Linked DNA regions of Sus scrofa: region 2 is linked to region 1. The links are chromatin contacts, called in public Hi-C maps. All regions are on one chromosome and are shown on one strand. Each heading gives the region's core, a stretch centred on a gene start, on an enhancer-like site or on the middle of the called end of the contact. The rest is flanking DNA. Distances are from core to core; before and after follow the strand shown. Region 1 holds the start of TM9SF2 (transmembrane 9 superfamily member 2). Region 2 holds the start of TMTC4 (transmembrane and tetratricopeptide repeat containing 4).

Evidence for each region. Hi-C and Micro-C count contacts between places; a contact is called where the count stands out from the background.
Region 2: a contact with region 1 is called in a Hi-C map of liver, with 5 times the contacts expected there. The contact joins the promoter of TMTC4 here to the promoter of TM9SF2 in region 1. A contact is called at or near these places in 3 of 47 Hi-C or Micro-C datasets (heart right ventricle, liver and skeletal muscle) and 1 of 2 datasets of contacts at active chromatin or transcription factors (alveolar macrophages).

Annotation. Positions count from the first base shown.
Region 1 is chr11:68,406,089-68,411,862 of Sscrofa11.1, forward strand. TM9SF2 (transmembrane 9 superfamily member 2) reads left to right here and starts at 1,746. Exons shown (of 17, transcript XM_021065854.1): 1 at 1,746-2,618. The coding sequence starts at 2,448.
Region 2 is chr11:69,440,196-69,446,633 of Sscrofa11.1, forward strand. TMTC4 (transmembrane and tetratricopeptide repeat containing 4) reads right to left here and starts at 2,253. Exons shown (of 18, transcript NM_001252205.1): 1 at 2,205-2,253.

The sequences.
Region 1 (5,774 bases), core at 496-2,995:
TGTGGGACTGCAGCTACAGTCCCGATTGGACCTCTGGCCTGGGAATTTCATGCCACAATTGCAGCTCTAAAAAGCAAATAATAATAATAATGTTAATTTTATTCTGCTACCTTTCTAAATGGAGAGAAACATCGCTTCCTCGTATTATATTAGAAATCTCTATGACTTCAACAATAGAATATTATAAATTCTTTTTCCCTAGACCAAATACATTGGGCAAATATATTAATTGTTTGCTCAAAGGAGAAGTGACCTAAATACAATCCAACTGCTCAGGCCCCCCAACCACCCCCACCCCCTACACCTGCAGTTTCTATTATAACACTTGATGCCTTTCCTCTGTATAGTGCTTAACCCTTGCCCCTTAATCTTCACAACCACTTAAAGAATATGGTGTTGACTGAAAAAAATGCACCACCTTAAAGTTGAGAATTATGTTTTATCTGGCGGACAGAATTGAGGACTTAAGCCTTTCAGATAGCTTTGAGGACTGCTCTGAAGAGGCAAGGGAGAAGCCAGGATATAATGGCTGTTTTTGCGAAAGACCAGGTAGTAAGAACTTTAAAAGATTACGGTTAAAGAAAATCAGACATCTTGAGTTAATTAAATTTAGCACTGTTCTTTGTATGGGAAGATGCAGGAGTCTGGCCTCACTGGAAATACTCCTTCAGTATGCGCCTTAGCTATCCAGGACCAGTATCCTGCTTTTCCCCATCCGGAATCCCCTCAGGGTGCACAGTTGGCGGTAGCTGCAGTGGCTGAGGGCCTGGCAGTTTGTCTCCATCCTGAGTTCCCTCAGGGCTCACTGTCAGCCGGGGCTGTACTGTCTTCATGGCTGCAACATCCTCTGATGACGGATATGGCAGGTACCATTTTTCATTCGCAATGGACATCCTATTATACTTCCTGGGACTTGATGATTTAACTTGCTCAAGGTCCCCATAAGTTAATAGTGCTGTTCCAAAGCTGGAGTTCTTAGTGGGAACTATCTTTGCGAGCATGTTCTGCTTACTCCCCAGCATAGAACAGTGGTCCTTAGCCTTTTTTGCACATAGATTCCTTTGAAAATTTAATGTTATAAACTGTCCAGGAGAAAACGTGCAGATACCCACAAGAATTTAGATAGGATTGCCTGGGGCCCCACAAATTTCTGAATTGTCCATCTAGTAAACGTGCCCCTGTTTGATTTCTCAGCTGAAGTACTTCTGGGTTGATTCCTTGCTAGAAAGTCTACATGAATACCATCTTCTGAAGTATTCGATTGAACTCCAAGGTTCAGCTGAATTGACTTTTTAAACAAAGACTGTCCACCATTCCATTTCTACAATGATCAAACCAGTCCCCCACCGACAGGGTGCCCTGAGGGGAATTCAGGATGGAGAAAAACGGGAGTATACTGTGCTCTGGATACTGACCCTGGATAGTTAAGAGGATATCTAGGGAATAATTTCAGTGAACCCAGATTCTTGCATCTTCTCATACCTAGAAAAGCACTAATCCTTAACTTGAGATGTCTTTTCTTCCTGATTATCAGTAATCTTTGATTTTTTTTTCCATATATATTCTGGCTTCTCCCTTACCTCTTCAGAGCAGTTGCTCAGAGCTTAGAGGCTGTCTCCCTCGCTACAGTCCTCAGTAAATTTCCTGAATAAAACTTAACTCACAACTTTTGTGCATTTTTTTCTCTTCTCCCTCTCTCTGTTTTTTTTTTTTTTTTTTTTTTTTTTGGTCACCAAAAGCAAGTTTCAGAGTTCCTCGGGTGAGAGACCTGGCATGGTCACTGCTGTGGCCCCTGTTTGATCCCTGGCCCCCAAAACTTCCACATGCCTCAGGTGTTGCCAAAAACCAAAAAACACAAGTTTCTCCCTGAAAAATACTCAAAAAATGCACTGCACAAACAAATCCGTCTGTATACAGCAAAGAAGGGCATGGCATCACTTCAATAGGAAAAGCAACAGAGACGTGCTCAAGGATGATGATACCAGATTCCTATTTTGCTGGAACTGCTTTGCTTACTGGGGTGCGGAAACCGCGGGAAACTGAGACAAAGCAGAAAGCTTGCGGCGCCGGCGCCGGGCCCCAAGGGAGCTCTAGATCGGAATTTGGAATCGGAACGTGAGTGCTGGAACCTCCCTCACAGCAACCACTCCAGCCGGACCGCTGAAAACCTGGAAAGTGGATTTCCTCCACTCCGGCTCCCGGAAACTCCTGGGGGCGCCTGCGGCCGCTCTCACTGAGCATGTGCAGGCGGCGTTGCGCATGCTCCGTCGAGGCCCGGTTCGGTTTCTGTTGCGGAACCCGTGGTGTCTCCTAGCGCAACCGGAACTGTCCGTCGCGGGGCCGGCCTCCCTCAGCTCCGGCGGCCTGGTCCTCGTCTCCGAGCCTCCCCGTCCCTCCTTCCCTCTTCACCCCCGCGGCTCGGCTGCCCTTTCCCCGGAACAGCCGTCATGAGCGCCAGGCTGTCGGCGTCGTTTCCATCTCGGTGGCCGCGGCTGTGGCTGCTGTCGCTGCTCCTGCTGGGGGCCGCCCCGGGCCCGCGTCGGGGCGCCGCTTTCTACCTGCCCGGCCTGGCGCCCGTCAACTTCTGCGACGTAGAAAAAAAGAGCGACGAGTGCAAGGTGGGTGCGGCCTGACGGACCCCCGGGTGCATTGTCGGAAGGGGAAGCCTCTCCGTGCCTGGGCGGCCGGGGCCCGAGGGGAAGGGGGCGTAGCAGTGGGTGCGGTCCAGTGTCCCCAGAAGCGCTTGGGGTTGGCGCGGCTGTGCGCCGGAGGCTCCGGAACGGCCTGGTAGCGGGGTGGATTCTGCAGGACTCGGTGGGCCTCGGGCTCTCCTCCCGTCTGGCCGAGAGCTAGTGTGTGTGCAGCTGTCCTGAAACGGGGACTGTGCGTGTCCGGCGCTCCCTTGGAGTTGGATGCGTGCAGGTCAGCGAGCGTTCCACGAGTTGGGGGTGTTCGCTTACAGCCCGGTCACGCTCTGCAAGGAAGGGGGCGGCCAGGTCTTCCAGCAACTTTTAAGTTCATTGCTGCCAGTTTGCTACTTTTCTAGAACTCCTGGTTGGTTACGAGCTCGTTCTTTCTAGGTTTTTGGCATTTTAAACCTCACGATTAGCGATTACTTCCTTATTTGTGGAATTTAACACCCAGAGCCGCGTAAAGTGCATTAATAAAGAATTGCTGTGATGGTTGACATAGTTAATTTCTACCTTTGAAGTGTAAAAGATTTTTTAATATGCAGAAGATACATAAGATGACGCTGTTTAGTTCTCTGAGGTTGTTTGAAACACTTAAAAGGAGCAGACCACAGGAGAAGCTGGCCTTTTCTTCTAGGGTAAACCTTGAAAACTTTGACCTCTTACGACCTCAAACTCAAGCTTTTCACTTTAACCACTAGTAAAAGAGAAATAAGTAACCTGCTTCTAGATTATTGGGCATAGGGCAGGACAGGAAACATATACAATTATTTTGGATTGCTAAAACTTAACATTTGGGGCATGAGAATTTCTTTGAAACCATTAGTAATTTTAACAATTCAAATAATCGTTTAGCAATCTTTTACAATCTATAAATAGGTTTATTTACTAAGTTTGCTTTTTTTAAAGCTGGTGTTTATTTTATTACTGCTAACTTTACTATAGCTGTGAATTTTGAGCTTATTTTAGGGCACTAAAGAAGCTATTAAATTTTTTCATGGCATTTTACAGTTTCTGTTTCAAAACTTGGATCTCTAAAAATGTCTAAGGATATTTATGGGTTACTCAACAGTTAGCACTTGAATACTGTGGCTCCCATACACTTGCAGTGCAGGAAGCTTTCACTCTTTGGGGGTTATGACTGAAAGAAAATAGTGCTTCCAAGTGGAGGAGAGCGCGAGTCCTGCAAGCACCCTGGTTTTTCCATTAAACGTTTTAGTTACCAGCCTTTAAAACTTAGAATTTGGTCTTCGAATTTAAATTTGACAGCAATCGGGAGTTCCCGTGGTGGCTCAGCGGAAACAGATCTGACTGGAATCCATGAGTACGCAGGTTCTGTCTTTGGCTTCTCTCAGTGGGTTTAGGATCCGGTGGGGTGTAAGCTGTGGTGTAGGTCGCAGACGCGGCTCGGATCCCACGTTGCTGTGGCTGTGGTGTAGGCCAGCGGCTACCACTCTGATTCGACTCCCAGCCTGGGAACCTCCATAGGCCGCGAGTGGGGCCTTAAAAAGACCAACCCCACTCCCCAAAAAACATAAATTTAATAGCAGTCTTGTATTCCTAGTGCCTTAGAGACAAAAAAAATGTTTCTTTCTTTTAGGAACGTCAAAGTAAAGGTCATAAGCATATGACAGATTATCAAAATCTGATATGTTCCAAAAGCCGTCCCTCCAAAGTGCTCTGAAACACCAATGAGGAAACAGCTATGTATTAGAGTCTTCAGGGAAAGCTACAAAGGCAGTGACATTTGAGAGGGACCTCAAACTTGAGGATGAGTGAAATTTACAGGTGGTCTGCCAGTTAGACAATTTTTGTTTCCTCAACAGGTCCTTCTTTAGGTAGCTACTTTTAGTTCACGTTTGATTAATTTCAGGGGCCCTTTTGGATTTTTAATTTCCAAAAGTATAAGGATGAAACAGACAAGACAAATCATTTTTCAGAAATGTTTGAATTTCCTCTTCGTTGCCAGTTGCTTTTACAGCTTGGTCAATAGAAACAGATCTTAAGGAAGATGTACTTTTAGCAGTTTTTCCCTAGAATTTCTTGCTTGTGGAATTTGAAGGACACTTTAATATTTCTTCTCTTTGCCTCTCAAAGGAGAAAAAGAGTAAATAGTTCAAATTTTCATTACTTCAATCAGGGTATTAACAGTTTTTTTTTTCTCATCCATTCCGTATTTGTTAAGGAGTACAGTCTTGTGTATACGATTACAAAACTTGAAGAGAATTTAAAAATTAAAAGTGGCAAAAAGACAAAAAAAAAAAAAAGGAGTTCCCGTCGTGGCGCAGTGGTTAACGAATCCGACTAGGAACCATGAGGTTGCGGGTTCGGTCCCTGCCCTTGCTCAGTGGGTTAACGATCCGGCGTTGCCGTGAGCTGTGGTGTAGGTTGCAGACGCGGCTCGGATCCCGCGTTGCTGTGGCTCTGGCGTAGGCCGGTGGCTACAGCTCCGATTCAACCCCTAGCCTGGGAACCTCCATATGCCGCGGAAGCAGCCCAAGAAATGGCAAAAAGACAAAAAGACCAAAAAAAAAAAAAAATTAAAAGTGAGCATTGTGAACTGGGAGTAATTATTTCCAGAAGATGCTGTTAGTTTATGGTACCAGGAGTTGGATGAATTGGCCAGGTCACTGATACTGTTTCCACCAGTTTTTCCGTCTGTGAAATAAAGATAAGCACATTTGCTTATTATATATTCCTCTTTAAAGATACCTTGCATTTCTTAGGGAGAAAGTACAGTGTTTATCATTGTCGTAACGTAATGACACATTCATAATGGTAGAGATGAAACACGTTTATCTTTAACATAAGTGTATCATAGAATGTAGTCTTTACATAGCCTGTGAAGCCCAAGTCCAGTACTTAGTTCGTTATGTATATTGAAAGACAGTCAAAAGAACCCTGAGGATTTAGTCATTTTCTCCTCCTGAAATTATTTTATATTCAGTTTACTGGCATAGAACCAAAAGTCCAGTGAACATAAAATTCTGTTCATATTTCTCTAACTTATGATTTATGATCCTTATTAGCCTTTATAGTATGACTGTTCTGTGGCAAGTTTTAAAAACTTGCTGTCATTACATA
Region 2 (6,438 bases), core at 1,003-3,502, 1.0 Mb after region 1:
GAGTGTAAACAATTAGTCCTCATTACTGGTATTATTTTGGCAAGATTAGTTCCCGGTGCCCAGCCCCCGACCTCCTGTCTTGGGATCACCTGATGCGGCTGTTTATTCTTGAAGATGGGCTCACCAACCAAGGCCAGCTGGTGACCTGATGCAACTGAGAAAAGGGTACCCTCCTTTGGGGCTGACCCAGAGCACTGCTTCCCTGGCCAGGCATCCGTCTGTCCTGCATAAACTGCACAGCCATACAAACCGATCCTGTTTCCAATTCCTCTTTCTCCAACGGTACACGACCTTTGTGCCTGCAGTGATTCCAGCCAGGCTTGGTACTAAGGTACAAGAAGCCCTGCTAGCATGAGGTGGTATGACGGAAGAGACGGGTCCCCTTTTTGGCACCCAGACCATGAGCGGAGAAGGCCCACGTTCCGTTCCGTTTCTCTCTCGATGGCCATGGGGTGGGGGTGGGGGGTGGAGCATCACCATGGCCCTCTCCTCCAGGGAATGTCTTGCCTAAAGGACAAAGTTGGCATTGTCCCACTCCTGTGCAGGTTTCGCACTATACTGAGAATCAACTGGTACCTACAAGGAGTTGGATTTGGAAGAAGCAGAAGTCTATTCTCAATTTCTCAAACTTTTCTCAAGCCTCTATTTTCAGATGGTTACCACAAATTCGTCAATCACCAATGAAAAGGTCAAAAAGGCCTCCAGCAGGGACCCCATGTCACCTTCCGAAAGCAAATAAACATCAGTCACTGAGCTGTGAACCCTGGGGACCTGGTGACAGCTGACACAGCAGCCTAGACTGCAGGAAAGGGGATGACAGATCAAACCTAAATGATCCCTGGAAAACTGAGCAGCCACCACCTCCTACAGAATATTCTTCCACTTGCACCAAAGGGCCTTCTGGGCTCAGGCTGTCCTTTCGACCTCACCAGCAACCATTCACGCACCAGCTGCCCTCTGCCAGGCTGAAATGAGACAGTGCCTCTGGAAACCAGAATAAAGAACACGTGGTTTCTGCCCCAGCATCTGGAGACCTGAGCTGCCTGCTCCTCTCCTGGGGCCCTCAAGGCACAGGGACTGTCATTTCCACCACCCTCCGCGGAACCGAATGCCACTCCAAGTGTCGTCCTCTCGGGACCACCTTCCTGGTTTCTTAATTCAGTAACACAGGACGGCCAGGCGTGCCTATAGCAGCAATGACTGCGGAGGTTCGACATTCAAGGTCCCCACTGTCCCAGAAAGTTTCCAGCTTGCTAGCTTGTAGCCATTTTTCCCTCTAAGTCAGCCGGTGTCACGGTCGGGACCTCGAGGAGAGGGGACCGGGAGGGGATCCAGTCCGTCCTTACTGTTAATTATTTCTCAAGAAATCCTCCCCACCCATCTGCTCTCCGAGAGAAAGAGCAGTGTGGGATGATTCAGAGCTCTGGCGAGAGCTCTGCTCTAACTCCTCCCTTCTTTTGTGTGTGGTTAAAAAAAGAAGAAAATACACACAGCCTACAGCCACAACATCAACAAGACCAGAAGCCCCGCGGAGTCCGCGGGAGGTGAAGTGGCGGCTGCACCACCTGCTCCGCTTCCCCAAACTCCAAGCCCGCGCAGGGAAGTGGCAGCCCGGTAGCCCCAAGGGCCCCGACCCAGGGCACGCCGCTCTCCTGCCGCTCCGCCCGGCAGCCAGCGCGGAGTGGCTGGCACTACAGCGCTGCAGGGGAGCCGCCTTTAACCCTGGGCAGGCGGCCAAGCCGCCCGGCTGCGCCCTGCCGTTGTCCGCGCTGCGGCCAGCTGGCGGCCAGGCGCGGGGTGGCGCGGGGCCCCGCGGCCAGGTGGCCGCTCCGGGGACGCGCCAGAGGCGCTCGTGAGACTGGGGTCGAAGGAGCGTCCGCGCCGGTGGAGTGGGCAGGGGGCGCGGGCTGGCGCAGGGGCGCGGGCTGGCGGAGTGTGCACCCTTCACGCCACGCTCTTTGTCCCGCGTGCCGCTTACACCCGGGAGCCAGGCGAGAGGGCCCGCAACCCCCCTGACTCTAGCCCCGGCCGCAGCTCAGGTCTTGGAGCCAACTCCTCCAGCAGCGCCGACACCGCGCCCGCGTCGGCCCATGGGGCTCGGGACGCGGCGGCAGTGGGAACCCCGCGTCCGCTCCGCACCCAACTCCGCTGGCCCCGCGGCGCTCTCCGCCGCTCGGCCCTGCAGGGGCCGCCCCGCGCGTTACCTGCAAGGAGCCAGAGCGGCGGCCGCATCTCCCTCCCGGGCGCGCAAAGTCCCCCAGCTCTCGGCGCCCGCCCGGAGCTGGCCAGGGGGAGGGGCCGCCCGCGCCGCGCCCCCGCCCCCTGCCGCGCCCCCCTCGCCCGCGCCGTGCGCCGCCCGCACCGCCCGCAGCTCCCCACGCGCGCGGACGCGCTCTCTCACACTCCCGCCTCGGCCCGCCCCCTCCTCGCGGCTATTGGTTGCTTCTACCGTCACTTTCACGCCGCCGCCGGCCCCTCTTCAGCTCATTGGTGGGCGCGCCAGTGACGTCAGGCCAGAGGGCGCTAGTCGCGGAGAAGGAGCCGCAGGGACAGACGGACTCCGCTGGAGAGGAGGAAATGTTCTGCGCGCGGAGCCCGGGCGGGGCCGGGGCGGGAAGGGGCGGCCCTAGCCTGGCCCCGGAAGGCGGGCTGCGGGAGCTGGTCGCAGAGGGGCTGTCGCGGGCACGTCTCCCTCCCTCCTGCCGTCCGCCTCGCAGAAGCTTGTTCCTGGCCTGTCTCGCGCTCCTCGCGCTTTCGGTGGCGCTCGGCGGAGGTACTGCAGCGTCTCCGCAGGAAAAGGCGCTGGATCGGAACGACCAGAACTCTATAGACTTCTTCCTGTCTGGGAGGAGTTGTTCCAAAAGTGTGTCTCCACTCTCCGCCTCTCAGGAAGGAACCGAAACTGCGTTCGTCCCTCCGAGGCCCTGCTGCCCCAGCGTTTGTTTTTAGCAGCTTCTGTTCCACGGCCCTGATCTGCATTCTCACGCTGAACCCACGAACCCTGCTGTAGCCCTCCGCGTGGCCAGATCCGCCTCCCATCGTCCATTCACCGTCACTTTGTCCTAAACTTACACTCCCAATCCCATTGCCACTCCACCCGTCTCATAACCATCATTCTCAGTAGTTTCCTCTGTCTTCCTGTTTCAAGAAAAAGAAACTTTTTCCACTTTCCGCCAGCAAACCTACAAAGCCACTCCTAAAGGCACGGATTCCGGACAACCCCCCTCCCCCCTTCCCGCCTCCAAAGTTTAACATCTCCCTCTGGACTGGATCGGAATCATCAGCGTTTTATCAGCCCCAAGCCTTCGAGTCCTCCACCTACCCTTCCACCCCGCCTCGCTCGGGCTTCTCCATAGCCGAAGTTGTTGAAAGGTTGCTCACTTTTCTAGTCTCCCAACTCGCATTCATTTCTTGGTTTCCGCATTACACTGAAACTGCCTTGGCTCTAGTCTCCGATAACACCTGCAAGCGCTAAATGCAAAGAACATTTTCCTTCATTTTACTTGATCTCTTAGCAAAGTTCATTCTTCCTCCTTAAAACACTTTTGGAGGAGTTCCCGTCGTGGCGCAGTGGTTAACGAATCCGACTAGGAACCACGAGATACCACAAGGTTGCCAGTGGGTCCCTGGCCTTGCTCAGTGGGTTAAGGATCCGGCGTTGCCGTGAGCTGTGGTTTAGGTTGCAGACGCGGCTCGGATCCCACGTTGCTGTGGCTCTGGCATAGGCTGGTGGCTACAGCCCCGATTAGACCCCTAGCCTGGGAAACTCCATATGCCGCGGGAGTGGCCCAAGAAATGGCCAAAAAAAAAAAAAAAAAGACAAAAAGACAAAAAACACTTTTGGTGATAGAGGCACTCGGCTCCTTGTTGTTTCTCAGTCTCCTTGGCCTGCTTACCTGCTTCTTGAAAACCGCCAAATGACATATTTTAAAAGCCCTTTCAAGCCCCAATTTTTCCCTGCATGATTTTTTTTTTCTTTTTTGGCCATTCCTCTGCCATATGTAAGTCCCCAGGGTCAGGGATCAGATCCCAGCTGCAGTGGCAAACTATGCTGCAGCTTCAGCAATGCCGGATTCTTTAACCCACTGTGCCAATTGGGGATGGGACATGCATCTTCCTCTTGCTGCAGAGATGCTGATCGAGTTGCACCACAGCGGGAACTCCCCCTGCATGGTTTAACACACTGCCAACATTTTGCTGAATATCTTCCAAATCTACTATTCTGATCTTCTCTGAGCTCCAAGCCCATGTATCTAGCTTCCTATTAAGCTTCTCCACTTGGTTGTTACAGGAACCTCAAATGGAACACATCCGAAATGGAACGCATGCTCTCACTCCTTGTTGCTTTCTGCCTCTCCCTGTTATGTTGATGGGTCCAGTAGTTTCCCAGTTCTGCCTTCACCCTTGGCATGGAACAAGTCACTAAGATTCTCTGGCTAAATGTCTATCAAATCTGAACACCTCTTTCCATTCCCACTGCTATATTCAATGTTGTGCTATGAGTGTCACATTGGTAGATTGTAGTCCACCACTGTGGGAGTATTTACACCATGGAAATTGGCAAACATGAATCAGAACTTGATTTGTTGTTTTGCTGATTGTCCTCTTTGCTAAACTTAAGAAAGTGATGGAGGAAATAATAATGCTAATTAAAGTTAAGAAGGGTTGTGTTTGGTGCTGACATGAAAAGATTTGAGTTTAATGGGTTTAATTTATACAAGGGTGAAAAAGAGTTGAACAGATCCTATTCAGATTTAATGACAATAAATGTATTGGGAAAAGAGCCGATCAGAGGATATTCCATTTGTGAAATCATGGTTAAATTACAAGCATTGGTTGGATACAGAAAGATAGAAGCCTTTAGCAAAAATCAACAAAAGCATTCCAGGAGAATTCATCAACTACGTGGAATTTGCAGGAAAGAGTATTTGCATATTTTATCATTACTTGGAAACTGTGTGACGATCCTTTATGTCATTTATAATCTTTATGAACATTTGTAACATGACACACACATATAGGCATATACATGTGTGTTTTCCCTAGAAAAACAGTTGTTAAACATTTACTAACAAGCTCTTGATTACTATAGTTAGCGTTGCAAGGGCATGGGGAAAATGAAAGGTTCTCCTTCATTTTGCTACTGTCCTTCAATTCTCTGTAGACGGCGCACTCCTTACTGCTTCCCCCAGGATAGTTCACTCTCCCTGTGGCCACTCTTGGCACATCACTGTTCCCGTTGCTCTTAGATTGAAGGCCCCAATGCTGTTGCATGACCCCGACCCCTTGTCTCCTGTTTCTAAATCATCTCATGCCCCTGTCACCTTTATTTCCTAAGCGCAGCCACATTGTCCTTGTATCATCCTAAGGTGTGCCATGCTCCTTTCCATTTGGGGCTGTTCACATCCCCTGAAGCCCTCCATCCTGCTCACCTCCATGACACCCAGCCAACTCTAATTCCTCCCTGGGGTCTCTGCTCAAATGGCAGGTCTCCGAAAAGGCTTCCCTGGATTCTGTCTCCAAATGCCCATGGATCCCTCTGGATATACCCGTGTAGTTCTTAAAACAATAGTAACTAACTAATCGTGTGATCGTTATAGCCAGTCTATCCTCATCATTAAAGTTTCACCGAGGCAAAGACCACTTCTGTCTTAACAACTGTACCCTCTGCAGGTGCTGTGCCCACCACAGAGCAAATGGTCCACAGCATCTCAGACAGAAGTGCATTTCTGAAAATCATCCTGCCTGTTGTTGGCAATGCCGAAGTTAGGACTGGAATCTCCTAACTTAACTCAGGTGTGCTCGGCTCCGTAAACTGCTGAGCTAGCCCTGATTAAAATGGCATCATGCTCTGTGCTAAGCACAGGGCAGGCTCTGTGGGAATACAAAGGTAAATGTGGTGCTGATGCTGCCTTTCATGAGCTTATGGTTTAGTAAGAAGTGTGAGTAGCAAAGAGTATCTTCCTGCTGCTGGACCATATTCTCATCCCACCCTTTAGCCCCAGCCCCTTGGACAGGAGCTCTGGGGTCACCGTCGTTCACGAAAAGCACTTATGTGTGCCAGGCATTTTGCGAGACCCTTTGCATATGTCATCTAAAAAATTCCCACAAAATCTCTACTGAGTGAATATCCTTATCCCCATCCTAGAGCTGAGGAAACAGAAGTACAGGGGTCCAGGGTCAAAGTAGCCAGTGTTTCTTAGTGGAACCAAGGCAGAGATACTGGAGACTCAGAGAACTCCTGAAACCCCCAACAAGGTGGATATTTGGGTCTGAAAAGAACAGCAATGTGGAAAACGGTAAACATCATATTTCCCCCCCATGCCTCTGAGCTCCGAGAGACAGCAGCGAGTGATGGCTCGAAGCAAGATCTTATTTCTCTGCTCAGGAATTGAACCTTTGTAGCCTGGGTGAAAATCAGGAATCCTAGCCACTACA